Regions from separate parts of the Mus musculus genome. Here region 1 is linked to region 2. Evidence: chromatin contacts called from public HiChIP or PLAC-seq data. All regions are on one chromosome and are shown on one strand. Each heading gives the region's core, a stretch centred on a gene start, on an enhancer-like site or on the middle of the called end of the contact. The rest is flanking DNA. Distances are from core to core; before and after follow the strand shown. Region 1 has its middle 45 kb from the start of Gm34700. Region 2 holds the start of D5Ertd605e (DNA segment, Chr 5, ERATO Doi 605, expressed).

Region 1 (2,700 bases), core at 179-2,678, 760 kb before region 2:
ATCTGAGCTGGCGCATGCGAACTGGCTTTTAGAATGGTCTGAGCTCTTCTGCTGCTATCTTTAACATCTCCAACATGGTCAGCAGATATGGGCATGGTCTCATGCACTACCGGGGACTATTTTGCTTAGTAGGCTAAGTTTATTAAATGGCAGGAAACATATCCACCAGCCACAGACATAGTCAACGTTTTACATTTGAGAGGTTTCCCCTTGTGGCTAAGATGCCACAATGTGACCCAATAAGTATATAAAGACTTCAAGAGTCCACAGGACCAGAATGGAGAGATATACATATACACATATACACATACACATACACATACACATACACATACACATACACATACACATACACATACACATACATATACATATACATATGCCCTCAGGGACCACTGTGACCACTCAGATAGAGCCCTGACATAATTTCTTAGGAGCAGTCATCTAAACTCTAGACCTCACTTCCCTTTTTTTTAATTATTTATGTTATGTATATGAGTACACTGTAGCTGTTTTCAGACACACCAGAAGGGAGGGCATCAGATTCCACTACAGATGGTTGTGAGCCACCATGTGGTTGCTGGGAATTGAACTCAGGACCTCTGGAAGAGCAGTCAGTGCTCTTAACCGCTGAGCCATCTCTCCAGCCCACTAGACCCCACTTCTAAAGACGGTTCTTCAGTTTACTCTTCTCAGCACCCAAGTCTCTCTCCAGCCTGGGATTCACTCATACACTAATTATATTCGATATTTTCCCTTTGCTGTGACCAAATGTCTGGCAAAAGACAACTCAGGGGTTCATTGTTGGAGGGGATGCTATCCACCAGGCAGAGAAGGCACAGCAGCACGCAGCTCTGTGGTAGCAGGACAGCTCCTCACATCCCCAAAGTTCAGAAGGCAGAGGGATAAATCCTCAAGGGATACACCCAGGGACCCACTTTCTGAAGTGAGACTCCACCTTCTAAAACTCCCACCACACCAGATAATAGTGCTATTGGGAGACCAGTGCTACCAACTGGGGACCAAGTATCCAAACAGATGAGCCTCTAGGGGCATCTCATATTCAAACCACAGCACCAATGGATAAGGTTGACACTGGCTTTCATTAACCCAGAGTCCAGGGGCCCGTGTACAGCACTTCAGACAGCACCGTGAACCTCCAGCTGCCTCAGCACAAGGTGCACAGCAGGGAATGGCCTTTATAGCTGCGGAGAAGGTTCTAGACAAGAGGAAATGGGTCACAGAACCCAAATCTGGGGATGCGCCAACCCAACCTCCTTCTCTCCCACCCGATCTTGGGTCTCCAAGAACCACTTTCAACCTACCACCTTGCCAGGCTTCCCAGGAAGACATGATTCAGAGCTGCACAAATGGCCCCTGTGGTTTTCAGCTTCAGAAACAGGGCAGGAAGGAAGTGGGGGGTGTGGGGGAAGCAAGCAGCTTCCTCTTCCAGATCTCTGTTTAGTCTCTTCTTCCCCACTGGCCTGAGACACTGAAATAGCACGCTACTGCTTAAGAACCCTGTGTGCCAGCTATCACAGTGCTTGAGAAGGAGGGAGAAACCGTAGTACACGGAACGGTATTGCTAGCAGCCCAGCAAACAGTAGAGAGGGGAGAGAGGAGGCTGAGCCATGAGATTCCTGGAAATCTACACCAGGTTGAGGAGCAAGGGTCCCAGCAGAGCCTCTGTAGTACTGGAAACACATCCACAGGAGGATGGGTTGTTGTGGATTCTGTGTATTGCTTATATTATGTTAACTGGGTTCCCAAATTACACGGGAATTCACACGTCTGCATGTAAGATGCCATGGATCCCTGGCCCTAGTTGGCTCTAGTTGGTAGATAAAGTTGCCGGTGGCCAATGGCTGGGCAGGGAGACAGAGGCGGGACTTTAGATTTTCCAGGCAAGGGAACCCAGGGAAGAAGAGGGGATATTTACAAGCGCCACAGGGAAGCAGGAGGATCAGGCTTGGGAGCTGCAGGAGAGAAAGCACACAGTCATGGAAGAGCCAGGGAAGAGCAGACCCAGGGGACCCTCTCCCGTTTGGGGTAGCAAAGATGGGATATAGTTCTTTAGTAAGTAGTAACTCAGGAGTTTCAGAGGGAAGGCATCAGCAATGTGGAAGTTTGGGAGGGGCCCAGCAGCATTGAGCTTTTTAGGGCATTGTGGCGGTTTGTATACACGTGTCCCAGGGAGTAAGGAAGTGTGACTTTGCTAGAGTAGATGTGTCACTGTGGGTGTGGGCTTTAAGACCCTCACCCTATTTGCCTGGAAGTCAGTATTCAGCTAGCAGCCTTCAGATGAAGATGTTGAACTCTCAGCTCCTCCTGCACCATACCTGCCTGGATGCTGCCATGTTCCTGCCTTGATGATAATGGACTGAACCTCCGAACCTGTAAGCCAGCCCCAATTAAATGTTGTCATTATAAGAGTTGCCTTGTCACAGCAGTAAAACCCTAACTAAGACAGGCATATTAAAAATAAGGCTGTGTGTGTGTGTGTGTGTGTGTGTGTGTGTGTGTGTGCGTGTGTGTGTTTCATTCAAGAATCTACAATATTGAGGTGGTACCGAGAAGCACACACGCAGCCCCCAGCAGGGAGTTAGAGCAGATTAACTATTACTGCTACAGTGAGTAACAGAAAAAAAGCAATCCTGCAAAGCATACCTGGACAAAAAGCACCATATCCGCCCTTTCGAG
Region 2 (2,700 bases), core at 46-2,545:
CAGGAAAGGGAGGACAAGTCACCCCTGTTGCAGAAGGCATGACTCTATACTTAGCAGACCCTAAGGACTCCACCAGAGGACTGTAGAGTTGATAACTCTGGTGAAGCAGCAGTATTCAGAAATCAACATCTTTCACACACCAGTAATGAGTTTATGGAGAACTAGATCAAGAAAACAACCCCATTCACAATACCAGGAAAAAGCCAGACATGCAGGGGTAGCTCAGTGGTAAAGCAGTTGTCCACTGTGTACAAAGCCCTGGGTTCCATCCCTAATGAAACCAAAAGAAAACACTTAGGAGTCAACTCAACAAAAAGCCTTTGGTAGTACCTCCCTCACACCTTCAATCCCAGCACTGGGGATGCAGAGGCAGGTGGATCTCTGTGAGTTTGAGGCCAGCCTGATCTACAAACAGAGTTCCTGGCCAGCCAGGGCAACAGAGGGGAAACCTGTCTCAGATAACAACAAGAATAACAACAGCAACTTAACCAAAGAGGTGAAACTTAGCATTGAAGAATTAAAGAGCAAAATTAAAGATGACATTAGAAGATGGAAACACCTACTTTGTTCATGGATCAGATGGAATGGCTATACTTATAGGGAAAAAAATCCTAAAATTTTTATGGACTCCAAATTGTCAAAATAACAGAAAGAAGAAATACCTGACTTCATACACACTACAGAACCACACTAACAAAACTCGCCTGGTTTATGCAGAAAGCAAACATATGTATGAATGGAACAGAACATCCCTAAGAGAAGACATATACCAACAGGCCCAGCTCTCTGATTCTTGTTAAAAGTGTCCATGCCCAAAACAGATGTTGTATAAAACTTCAACAAATGGGGTTGGGGAAATAGGGTGTTCACTTGGACAAGGGATCTAGATAATCTGTCTGTCTCTCTCCTAAGTCAACTCAAAATGGATGAAATGCTTCCTGTGGTTTGTATATCAAATGCTCCCACCTCAGCAACTCCCTACACACACACACACACACACACACACACACACACACACACACACACACACAATGAGTTCCTGTGGTTTGTATATCAAATGCTCCCACCTCAGCAACTCCCTACACACACACACACACACACACACACACACACACACACACACACACACACAAAATGAGTTAGGCTCATGTGTTTCCACTCTGCCTCCAGCTGGTGGCGCTGTTATGACTCTTGGAGGAGGTGCAGCCTTGCTGGACAAAGTGGCTCCCAAGGAGCCAACTTTGAGGTCTTATAGCCCAGCCCCATTTCCTGTTCTCGGCTTCCTGACTGCTGATGAATGTAACTAGCTGCCTCACGATCCCTCACGATCCTTCCTGCGGGCTCCTTTCCCTGCCATGGCATGGCCCCTCTTAAACTGTAAGTCATAGAACCCTTGCTACTGTAAATCACTTCTGGTCAGGTATTTAGGCACAGCAATGAGAAAATAGCAAATTAAATACCCTTTAAAACAGTGTTGCATGCATGCATGCATGTGCATGTGAAGACCTGAGGTTGATGTTGAGAATTTTGCTGTTTCTCCTTACCCTATTCGCTGAGGCAGGACTGCTCAGTCAACCCTAGAGCTCTGTGATACGTCTTGTCTCACTAGGCAGCTTGCTCATTTCCCATTTCGTCAGGATTGACATGCTAGATTACTGCATTAGAAGTTCTAACCGACTCATCACACCGACTGCTGTTAAACACAGGGACAGCAGATGCCCAGGGCATACAGTTCATGGTTTTATTTGTCTTAAACTCTTAGTGTCAGCTGTGCTTATTACAATTCCATAATTCTATTAAATCGCATAACAGTGGCATTTAAAAAAAATCTTAAATTTTGAAAGTATTAGAACAAAATGGGAAACTCACTAAGCTGTAGGTCCAAGCAGCAATTTCATAAACAGAACTCCAATAGCTCAGGAAATAAAAGGAAGAATTTATAAATGGAACAAAATAAAAAAGTTCCTCCTATATACATACAGGAATAAGTGAATAAATGAATCTTTTTATCAATTTTTTTTGTTTTGTTTTTTGTTTTTTGTTTTTCGAGACAGGGTTTGTGTAGCCCTGGCTGTCCTGGAACTCATTCTGTAGACCAGGCTGGCCTCAAACTCAGAAATCCGCCTGCCTCTGCCTCCCAAGTGCTGGGATTAAAGGCGTGCGCCTCCACGCCTGGCTCAGATGAAAGGTTTTCAACATTTCAGCAACACATACACCGTGTCTTGGAAATGACTGATACAACTTGTGCTAAATAGGATTCAACTTATAGTTTACTGATTTTTGAATATACCACGTGTGTGTAGGTGTCCCTGGAAGCTGGAAGAGCCTGTCAGATCCCCTGGAGCTGGTTTTAGGCAGTTGTGAGCTGCCTGACATGGGTGCAGAGAACTTTAATGCAGGTTCCCGGCGAGAGCAGCCACAGTTGAAACTGCTGAGCCATATCTCTAGCCTCTAGCTTATTACTTAGAACAAACAAACAAACAACAAATAAACACGGGCATTAAACGTCATGGATTGCTTTTTTCTGAAACCATTGGAGCCTTCTCTTATGCTGTTAATGTGATGGTTGGTACTGATTTTCAACTGTCAAGTCATGCTTACATTCCTGGGGTACACTCATCTTTCATTGTGTTTTATTCAATTTTATAGTCATTTACTTTTCCATTTATATCTAAACAATATAGTAAAACAGACTTTGGT

The links. HiChIP or PLAC-seq counts read pairs in DNA pulled down with a chosen protein or histone mark.
Region 1: a contact with region 2 is called in an H3K4me3 HiChIP or PLAC-seq map of the 230-238 cell line, with 9 read pairs. The contact joins the enhancer-like site here to the promoter of D5Ertd605e in region 2. A contact is called at or near these places in 2 of 39 promoter capture datasets (both in liver), 2 of 115 datasets of contacts at active chromatin or transcription factors (the 230-238 cell line and large pre-B cells) and 1 of 9 other capture datasets (liver).

Annotation. Positions count from the first base shown.
Region 1 is chr5:146,654,198-146,656,897 of GRCm38.p6, forward strand. No RefSeq gene overlaps it. Among named protein-coding and RNA genes, the nearest start is that of Gm34700, 45 kb to the right of the region's middle. Within about 2 kb of position 1,429, at least 80 of the 459 cell types and tissues checked have an H3K27ac peak or open chromatin away from gene starts, as enhancers often do. A contact at or near this core is called in the 230-238 cell line, where this site is marked.
Region 2 is chr5:147,417,325-147,420,024 of GRCm38.p6, forward strand. D5Ertd605e (DNA segment, Chr 5, ERATO Doi 605, expressed) reads left to right here and starts at 1,296. Exons shown (of 3, transcript NR_033625.2): 1 at 1,296-1,377.